Linked DNA regions of Anser cygnoides: region 2 is linked to region 1. A link is a contact called in public Hi-C data. All regions are on one chromosome and are shown on one strand. Each heading gives the region's core, a stretch centred on a gene start, on an enhancer-like site or on the middle of the called end of the contact. The rest is flanking DNA. Distances are from core to core; before and after follow the strand shown.

What was found. Hi-C and Micro-C count contacts between places; a contact is called where the count stands out from the background.
Region 2: a contact with region 1 is called in a Hi-C map of granulosa cells, with 2.0 times the contacts expected there. The contact joins the enhancer-like site here to the promoter of NPNT in region 1. A contact is called at or near these places in 2 of 7 Hi-C or Micro-C datasets (granulosa cells and liver).

The regions. Positions count from the first base shown.
Region 1 is chr4:75,099,215-75,104,764 of Taihu_goose_T2T_genome, forward strand. It overlaps NPNT (nephronectin), which reads left to right and starts at 3,404. Exons shown (of 14, transcript XM_066996836.1): 1 at 3,404-3,674; 2 at 4,672-4,772. The coding sequence starts at 3,604.
Region 2 is chr4:75,225,223-75,230,772 of Taihu_goose_T2T_genome, forward strand. All of the region lies in intron 23 of TBCK (TBC1 domain containing kinase), which reads right to left. Among named protein-coding and RNA genes, the nearest start is that of TBCK, 65 kb to the right of the region's middle. Within about 2 kb of position 2,534, at least 1 of the 3 cell types and tissues checked has open chromatin away from gene starts, as enhancers often do.

The DNA.
Region 1 (5,550 bases), core at 2,154-4,653:
CTTATCATACTTACCAATGTTAAGTTGGTTGAAAAGCAGAATTTCATCACCCAGAAGAAAAGTAATGACATCGAAAGTTTCATAGATAATTTGGACTTGGTTTGGTTCTTTCCTTTTTTTTTTTTTCCAAAAGTAGGCACGTTTTAGCATCACAAGTGGAGAATATGATAATGTATGCCATCAACTACAAACCAAGTACACCATATTTTACACATATGTCATAGCGTGATTTAGTGACTTGGGATAGCATGGTATTTGTGGTTACCATAGTCTCAATGAGGCTGGAATACTTAGACGGAAGGATGGATTTGTGGTTTAAATATGAAATTGGAAAACAGGAGGTCTGTTTCTGTTTTGATGACAGATGACTTGATTTGTGGGAAACATCACTTTCTGTTCCTTAATGTCTGCTTATGTACACTGAGAGTCACAGAAAGTATTGCTTGATTCAGCTGAATAGAGGACTTTATTAATATTTGTAATGCATTTTAAGACACAAAAGAGAAAATTAATATTTAAAAGGGCATTTTGCTAGAGGTAACTAATGCCTCCCTTAAAGAAAAGTTACTTGACCGTAGATTGGCCAAAGGTGGTGTCTGCTACTATTGCATTTATGTCTAATTTACAGCTGCCTGTGACAATGAAGATGAAATTTGAAGTTGCTTCTGTATGACTTGTCATATCAACCATATTCTACCATTCATCATCTCTACCAATATTTGTCATTCTAAAATACCTACCACTGGTACCTTTTCAGCTCTCTTTTCTGTTTTTCTCTTTTCTCTTTTTATTGGTTGTCCAGTCAATACTAGAGAGTATTCCAGAAATTCCCCCCAAGAAAAACCATCCACAAGGGATGTCTTAGAAACCTCTATTTAGCTGAAGTTTTTAACACTGAGACAGCCTGGACATAGTCCTTCTCCAACTGAATTAAAAGAAAGTGGTGTTCGTGCAGAACAATTCCCTGGCATAGAAGGAAGTTCCCTCTAATGAAATGAACCTATGTGAGCATCATTTAATTATAAGCGGGTTTCCTGTTGCTTACATTCTTTCTTAGTTGATGGTACTTATAGTAGCAGTTAAATAATGTTGTAAGCAACTTATATAACAAAGTTTAACACTGTGGTGTACTTTTGGGGGAGAAATACCAGCTACTCTACTAAGTGGTATATTAAACATATTCCTGCATGCTTTGCATGACAGTACAGTAATGCTTACCATCCCAGAAGCAGCGGTTGTCACCACCACCTTTACCCTCCCTGCAGCAGGACTAGCAAGCCCCACTCTTCAGAGCATTTCTCCACTCTCTGCTTTCTTATCACCAAGTGCATCAGACTCTTCCTCTGCTCTCAATGTAGTGTACCTTACCTTGTTAAGAAAACTCCCCTGACATAGATAAAGCATTGCCAAAATAAGTGAATTCAGAAATGGCTGGATATTAGTCCCATTGATGGGTATGGAAGTGCAATATGTGGTCTTCCAGTGTCTGGTAATTTTTTTTTTTTTTCAGGCTGATATTCCAAAACAAATTTTAAAGACAGCAGAAGTTAACCAACAGCAGACATGCCTATTTGAAGTAGGCACCATGTCCCACCAGCACACTAGTATTAACATACAAGAATACCAAACACCGCAGAGGAAATCTGAAATACTGAGTGCAGGCTGGAGAGATTAAGTAATCTTATTACATTTGTGAGTATATGCGCTTTAAAGGAGCAGCATGTGCTTAAAAGTTGCTCTGCACTGAAGTACCACTACAAAATGCAGAGTAGTGTGAATGGATTTGACTTTGACATGTCCTTTTGGACATTCGAGGGAAAGTGTCAGGTTGCCCTAGACCTTTATTCACAATGAAGTTGAAATGTTGCTTTAGGCACCTGTCCTGAATGTGGCTGCAGTGTAATTTGTGGGCATTTTCCTTCTGTGTGTTGGAGAGGTGCAACCAGATGCTGGTACCAGAGAGAAATCCCTGTGGCTATCACATGTAGGATTTATTCCTTTTGCCCATAAAATCTTGACACTAAATTTATTCTGCAAGAGCTGTGGGATGATCCCACATCACGTATGTGAGTGGGGGAAAAATGTAATCAATCAGTCAAGAGCTGGAAATCAACTCTCTATTTCAGCAAGAATCTAATCTCAGCCAGATGCTCTCCTGTCTTTCCCAAATGCTACTGCATTATTGCCTTCAGTGTTTGGTTATCAGCTTCTCCTGATGTGGATGAAGGGAACAAGGTTTGGTCTCTGGTGTAGTTTTTGTCTCTAGCTAAGTCGTCCAGAGGGGTTTGCTATCCAAGCACAGGTAACAAGCATCTTGCAGAATCATCAGCTCTTCACAATTTTTTTTTTCTCTGTCTGAATAGTGTTGGGTTGAGACTGTGGACAGAAAGGTTAGCACAGGGAAAGTATGGTCCTGAAAAGATGACAAAGATTAAGTGAAGGAGCGGAGGGCATTCTGCTGCAAACTTCAGCGATAAGCGGTAAAACTGCTCTGAGAGAAGGTGTAATTTTACAAAGCTCACCAGCACAATTCGTACTTTGTGCAAAAGGTCTTTGCCTTTGCCATGTTGCTTGAATATCTGTGGAGCATTTCGAAGGTGCAAAATGCTCTGAGCAGAACTCCCAGCTCAACCCTGAAGCCTGAAATCATATTTCAGGAAGCTGGCTTCTCAGTGCTCTGTAAAGGGTTTGGCTTTTTGTTACAGCGCAAAGCGGAAGATCTTTGTTTTCGGGGTCTAAGCTGTAGCCTGACCCTTGTGAGAACAGCTGATGAGACTTAGCCCTGACTCGGGCACAAATCAAAACCAATGCTGCAACGTGGTCCAAGCTGTTGGCCCATCTGTCTGTAATCAGAGAGACCTCAGAGCAGCTTTGACCCTAAACTGGTGACAAGTTATTTAAAAGTGTCCCTCAGTAAGTCCCAGAAGTTCAGAGAAATGAACTGGAACTGGCTGCCATATTTCAGGGTTTTAGTGTAGCACACAGCTGGAGTCATCGCTGGTGGTAGTGGTGCGTGGGTCGTGTGGAAACTTGTTGCTTTTTTGTCAGGCCAGGGGCTGGGATGCTGTCACATGGCAACATCAGAGAGATACTAAAAGTATTTAAGCCAGAACAAAACAACGCAAACCTTTAATTCTCTTGGGAAGCATTATACTGGGAGAACTCCGGTGGGCAAAAGAAGGCCACATCGTAACCCTTTCACCTTCCCACACGGACTCCGCTCCCCGGGAGGGCTGCCTGCCTCACCTCCGGACCCAAAAGCACGAACCTCTTCCCCAGCCAACCCCCCCCTTCTTCCTGTCCCCCCCCTCGCCCCCGGGGATGCGGGTCCCCCCGGGGCAGCAGACCCCGGGGCCGGGCCGTGGAGGCGGGCGGCCCGGAGGCGGGCGGCCCGAAACCGGGCGCCCCTACCGGCTGCGGGCGGCGCCGCCGCCCCTCAGCGGCGCCTCCTCCGCACCCAGGGGCTCGCCGCCGCCGCCGCTCCGCAGCTTTCCGCAGTCCAGCCGGGGTCGGCGGCAGCCGGAGCCCCCTCACGGTCCCGCTCCCGCTCCCCCCCCTCAGCGGCACGGTCCCGGGGCGGCGCGGCGGGGAGCCCCGCCGGCCATGGAGCTCTCCCTGCGGCTGCTGCTGGCCTCCTGCCTCTCCCTGGGGGCTGCCGGGGAGTTTGACAGAAGGTAGGAGCCCGGCGGGCAGGGGGCGGCGAGCGGGGGTCGCCTCGGGCACGGCCGAGCCGGAGCCGAGACCGCAGGGTGCGAAATGGCGGCGGGGGGCTCCTTCCGTCCTCCCCGTCCCGAAGTCGGGATTAAAACCGAAGCGCCTGGCGTGCTGGGGAAATAAAAATCGGTTTATTGACGCCTCGAGGCACTTGAAACAAGAGGCGGAGGAGGCTCGCAGCTCAAGTTTTAACGTGAAGCGAGGTGAAAGGGAACGCTTGGAGAGGCGCTGCGCCCGATGCCCGGTGCTGAGCCGCGTCAGGTGTAGCGGCGGTGCCACTCGGAATGCCTCGGGGTGCCCACAGAGCCGTGCCGGGGGCTCCGGGGCCCCTCTGCCAACATTGCTCCCTCGGGTCTGCTCCGCTGAACTGCTTGCTTTACTCTAGTTTGTCCTTAAGAAGCATTAACAACTCCCGACAATACTTCGGAACTGCCTAAGACTGCGTGCTCTCTTTTTTTCCTTTTGCATCTATTCACTCTTGCACTAGCTCTCCTTTTGTATTTATACACTTTAACAGTACAAGAAGCTTTAGTTTTGATTTATTTTTTTTTTTTTCCTTCAGTGAGAAAATGTGGCGATACGCTGTGAAAAAAAATCAATGCTGACACTCTGTGATGGTGTTTTATTTCCCATCATAGATCCTCTGTTCCAAACTTCTGGAACTGTTTAATGCCGACCTGCGAGCGGCAGCAGTGAGCATGTTGCAAAGCACGTCAATTGTTTCAGGCTTTACAAAGTTAGTCTAATTATCTCTTCCCCTTTTTGCCTATAGCTATTTACAATTTCCCACCTGCATGCTGTTTTAATGACAGGAATATCATAGACTCAACCCAGAGCAGTTCTTGTTTACCACAAAAACCTCTGTGCGGGAAAGATTTTTTTTTTCTTCATGTGTTTTTCTTTATATGGAATGGTTTCAAAACATTTCACCAGACTTTTTTGAAATGTCTTGTTCAGGTGGCCCAGACAAATAGTCTCTTCCACAGGACTGTGCCGGTTTGGAAGTAGAATTGACTGCTGCTGGGGCTGGGCCCGTTTGGCTTGGGGACATTGCCAACGTGAGTATCGTTGCTGCTGGGGCTTCTAGACACTCGTAGGAAAGGCTTGTACACACCTAGTCCTATCTTTCACATGTTCACACACCGTTTTATACTGCAGGGCGTAGGCTTTTGCATGTGTGAGTCTGATCTACTTAAAAGGATGTTGTCAGGCTAAAATTCAGTCTATTATTAACGGTTCTAAAAATGATCGCAATCAAGGAAAGTAAACTTTGCTTAAGGCAATGAGAATTTGTGATTTTTTTATCTTGTTTCTGTTTCGTTTTGTCCTCTGGCCTAATAGCATGACGTAACACCACAGTGTCATGTTACAAGCAATGCAGGCAGGAATATTTATATCCGAGAAAGAAATCTGAATAATTGGCATTTCATTTAAAAAGTCAATGGAAATATTCAAATTGATGCTAAGTTCAAATGTTCTTTCGGTAACCCCCAACTAAGGCTATATAAATCAGCCTGACAGCATCCTTTTATTGGGTCACATGTGAAGAGAACATCTCTGAGATTTTCACATCTATTTAGAATCCTCAGTATAATTGCAGGATAGTGAAATAGATAAGCCTTCATCATTAACAGCGTCTTCAAAAAGTATTCTATGGTGGCAGCTAGCACTGTGTAGAAGTTGAAAGTGTTAGGACTGTCACAGAGACCTCAGCTTGTTAAAATTATAGGCTTTGATTCTGGGAACACTGGCTCATGTGTCTAACAGTACATACATGAGTGATTTCCCCAAAGCTTTTGCAGGAGTGAACCTATAAATACTGGTTCTTGCTTTTTT
Region 2 (5,550 bases), core at 1,284-3,783, 130 kb after region 1:
ACACGTTTAGTCCTTCAATGCTAGCGATCCAGTCCCAACATTTATTCTGAGCATGCAACATGAACAAAGTCTTAGCTTTATGTGCAAACCTTGCTCTAGTTCTCCACGATTAGTTTTGTTCTTTCTGCTGATTTCTATTAGAATCTAGCTCTTAATACATTAAGAACGAAGATTGGATAGACAGAATAAAAAGCCTGATGCAGATTTAAAGGCAAGAGTTTAAATTCTTTCAATACTGGGAAGTAAACCAAAAGGACCTAACAGCTATCCCAAATTGTGAGAGAGCTGAGAATTCCTTTAAAGACGCCTTGTTCCTCAGCCCTTACTTTAGCAGAAAGATTTTTCTGGCTCTCAGACTACACTCTGTATTTAAGCAGTTACATGTGTATCTACTAACAGCACTGGATCTAAACACACAGAGCAACTGTGTCTATGATCATGTGGAGATGTGCTGCTAATGTACATTTTAATCAAGGAGTCTTAACAACACTGCACCTCCTAGAGTGTACCCCACTCAGCTCCAACTCAACAAACCTGTGTGTGTAAATCCTACCATTTCCACAGTGAAAAATGGTACCAATAGTTCTGGTACTTTCATTTTTCCTGGCAAGTCCCCTTTCCACTGCTGGTTAATGTTATTTGTACAGCTCATTTTAAAAGTCTCCTCAATTAACAAGTAGAGAACTAAAGGTCATAAGGAAGATCATTTATACCTGTATAGACATACAAACAACACATTCAGCATAATGAAGATATGAACAGATACCCTATCAGGCACCTTGCTGTCAGCAACATTTCCCATAACTGTGGAAGAAAAAAAAAAATCTACTGCATGCTCTGGCTTTCTAAACAACAGTCTGATCCCGAAGCAGTTGTTATGCTCACAATTTTAGTGAAACCGAAAAAGAGGGAAGATTTTCCAAAGACATCTTTGTAAAAAGAAAAAAAAATATATATATAAATATATTCACCTCATTTAGATGCAAACCTCCAATAAAAGGAGTTTAACTTGTCTTTCCATGCCTAGAAATGCTGGTATATTTGACAGTTTGACTGTTTCTACTTTGATTTTATTCCAGGGTAAGGGTGTACAAAATCCTATAAGACTAACAAAAGTATTACTCTATTCTCTGAAGTCCCTTTTTGCTATGAAGGGTACCTACAGCTTCTATCAAGAAAAAGGAAGCATCAGCTGTGCATCACGTTGATTTTAAGACACTAGGAAAGTTTTACTGATGAACTCAGTTTCCCTCCTTCTTTGAAACAATACAGCTTTAGATAGTCCTTTACTAAAGGATATATATTCTATTTTTTTTCTGCCACTGACAACTACAGAGCAGCAAAAACACTAATATGAATGAAACGAAGGAATTTTCTTCCTTTAGTGTTTCACCCATCCCAGCATTACTCTTTAGTCTCAAGAAGGTGGAATCTATAAATAGAAGTGCATGCTGTTCATGTAGCTACAAGTGGCAAACGTGAATAATTAAAGAATTCACGGCTTCAGGTAAAATGGTATCAGTCTTACAGTTTGACACAATAGAACAGTCTTGGTGAGCAGGTGTGCCCGAACAAATTACTCTGCTTCTGTACCAAAGCCAGCTCCCAGCCAACACTTGGCTGTAAGCCATTAAGAAACAAAACAAAACAATAACACAGAAACCCAACAGTTACTAGCAGCTATGCAGTTTCTGCTTCATAGATGCCATCATCTAGTGACAATACATCTTCACGAACTGCATTATAAAATACACCTGCCACCTGCATCTAAAAAAGCCATTTAACATAAGGATGAAGAATACGTTGAAAAGAGGTTTCCATATATATTAGTCTGACCTACATCCTTCAAGAAAAGAAAACTAAAAAAGTGATTTCCTTTTTAAACTCTGATGCCTCTTGATGTTTCCAATCTTTTTTTTTTTCTGGTTATAGTTACAACACTATTATTATGTACATCATATGACAAAGACCAAATTGTTTTTCTTCAGACATACGGTAATTTGAAAAAGCAGCCCAGCTTCACTAATGCCATGATAAATCACCTTGCAGTGTCACCTTCCACAGGGGACAATAGTTTTGAACGTAGGCAAACTACAAAGCTACATGACAAAATTTCCTAGTTGAATTTATGAAAAAAGCTTCCTTTTAGAAGAGCTATTATGATTTCTCTTCCCCAGAGTATTAATCTGAGCAATACAACGTTTTCAAAACTGTATGAAAAAAAGTCAAACCTTATTCAAAACGGTGTACGATCTTGGTTTTTCTACTGCTCACTCACAGATGGAAGACCCCATCGCATCCCTTTCAGTCTATCCACAGTTGGTGTTTTGACCTCCAAGTTCACATTTTTAGCCAAGAAGTGGTGAAACAAATGGAAACCGGCACCATACACCCACAAACTCAGTGTGGGCTTGGTGGCCAAGTGCCATTTATTTCACCTGCCAAATCTTAATTAACTAAACACTGAATCACCAGAAATTCTGTCAAGATAAAAGAGTATGAATTGCAGATGTGTAGGCAAAGTATTTTCAGAATGAAAAAAACAGCGGAAAGTAGAACAGTAGCTATCTAGGGGTTGAATATGTACCTAAAGTCGAGTTCTCTGATGTGCATTTAATTTTGCTGCTGTCAGCAGAAACATCAGTTAAAATTGCACCATGCAATCTCAGTGTAGAATTTCTGTTATTTGTTAATGTTTAGTCCATTTGTGAGCTGGATGTAATATTTTTAAGCATTTATACAACTTTCATCATCACAGAATTAATCATTTTGGCACACTGCTACAATAGAAACAGATATAATTGTTTCTCTCACACTAGAGAAACCCTGTTCCTTGGAGAATCATTTACTTTTGTGGTTTTCTAATAGCTACATCTTCAACTACACATTGCATCTTAAACCCACATGCCTGTATCTCACAAAGCAGAGTCCTCCACATTTCCGCTTCAACAATTTTACTATAGCTCCTCATTGCACTGGACCACTTCTTCACCACCAGTGCTCTGGACTTTGTATCTGATGTTCTTTCTTTGGAGGTGCTGACTAGCCTGAAGACAGCAGAAAGACACCTTTCTAAGCTGCACAGAAATAACATATGAACGCTCCTCACCCCCTAAAGTTTCAGAAGATGAGGTTACTGCAGAAACTAACCTACATATAAGAACATGTTTTATCCCATGTCTAGGCTTGGTGTTTCCTTATTCTCTAATAGCATCTGTTCCCCACCTTATAAGTTGGTGTATCTCTTCTCAAGTCCCAAATGAATAGCTGTATTTCAGTGATGATATCAGCGTGGATCTCTGCAAGAATATCTGCTTGTCAGGCCCTACACTGCACTGATTCAGAGTAGAATTGATCAGGTCTTCAACTGCTTGCAAAGAGTTGTCTGTATCTGGATGCTTCATTCCTCAGTCTGTCTTTCTAACAAAAGGTGCCAGTGACTTTGCACTACTTGTACAGTGGGTAATGAATTTAGTAATCAATTTAAGCTACAGCAATCACCATGTATATTATGCAACTCAAAAACTATTATACATACTGAAATCAAGATGTTAACAACTATGCTATAAGAAAGACTGCACATTTTAAGGTAAAGTTACTTGTACAGTCAGCACTCAATGCATGGCCATCTGGGTCGTAGATTTCTTGATACGAAAGATGCAGACAACCAAACAGGTTTAGTGTAGGTCAGCACTGGTCTGAAAGCAAAGTGCTGCTTCTGTTGGTACCAAATCAGTAGTGCCACCCTTACCATTCTCATTTCCCCTGCCACATCCTCCTGTCGTATGTCAGGCTTAGATAAAAGAAAAACAAACGTAATAATGTACAATGTGTTTGCTCTCTCCACATCACCTAAATGGTCACCTAATGGTTTTATTTGTTTGTGTCAAATAGTACCTCTAAATCTTCCCTGGTAATCACATTGTTCGAACAGAGTTTATACTCAAAGTAGCTCGTCAAACACATGGAGAAAGAAGAAGAAAGAACAAAACAAACAAAACACATGCCTTTGGGCAATAATTTCCTAAACAATCTAATTTAAGCAAGTTTTAGCAGTTGCTGAAATGTCCTCTTTGTGCAGCCCCACCAAGGGCTAGGACATTTGGTATTACAGCAAAGGGATTTTCTGGTGTTTTAGTTGACCAATTCTTTTGTCAAATCCTTCAAATAGGTTTCCTAGTATACGAGAATATTGTTAGAACTAAATACTACTAAAGCATGTGAGAATTCTGAATGGCATATTCCTATAATTTGGAATAATAATGTTAACCACAAGATTAATGAAGAAAACTAAATCTCCTTTGCACAGTGACATGTATAGTTTCTGTTCCCCTTATAAGTATTGGTACAGACAACAGTTTACAGGAGAACTTGGTTAAAACTATGGTTCTCAAACATAGGAACGTATGCCTGAAATATGTTGAGGTATGACTATACCAAGCAACTTACAAGCAGAGGAAAGGGGCACACGTGAACACTGAAGGCTTTGCCATTCAGAAGCTGTAAGCCAAGAAATTCTGAAAAGGTGAAAACACCTGATGAGAGAATACTATTGATGGAAAAAGAAATAAACGAAAAAGCAGAATCGGGACCGTTTTTTATTTCCGTCTGTATAGAGAGTAAGAACAAGCATTTTGAGGAACAGTTTGCAGTGTTTTCCTTGATGTAAAAACTGTAATGTTACAGGCTCCACTAGCAGAAGACAGCACTGCCAAACCTAATTATTAACATGGCTTTTCACTACAGAAACACCTTCAGTGCTACGGTACGGTTATTTTTCTGACTGAATTCCTTATACACAGAGCCAGGAATAACTGTCAACTCTAGCAACTACAAGATTATGGAGAGCAGCAGCAATGATCAATTCTGGAATCAAAGTCTAATTTTATTCATAGAATTAAATCATACCCCTAGCCACTTCAAAACCTCTTTAGAACTGTTTGTTTTTGAAGATTTTTAGGGAAATTCCCAAGTTTTGTACCTAAACTTAGGCAAGAGTTAAAATCCTTATCCAGTTTCAAATTCAGTGCAACTGTCCCTCCAACAAGTAAATAAAACTGTAAGGTTCCCTGCATCACCGTCTCTATTCAGAGAAATTCAGACACATGGAGTTTTGAAGTGTAATGTTTTAATTAACTTTTAATTTTCCCTTCCTGGCTGGAGTTCAATTTTTACATGAAGCCACAAGCAAAGTATGGCAGTCATGAAGCAATATCTGTTTTCAATATTAACAAATAGAGATTTCCACTACAGATTCCAAAAATAGGAAGTGATATCCATTTATACAGATAAAATATAGTCAAGGCTTTGAGAGAAGCATTGCAAAGGGCTTTCAGAATCAAGTAATCAATACCAGCACTGTGCCCCTTCTTTTTCCCCACATCATTAACTTCTCTAAACAATAATCAGAACTGTGTTATGTGCACTGAACTCAACTGTGAACTGCAACCAAGTGAACTGAAAATAAATTTGTGGGTTATTTTTTAAATTAAAATGTATCTTTTTAGTGACAGGTACTGTAAAAACAAGAAATGTTAAAAAAAACATTTC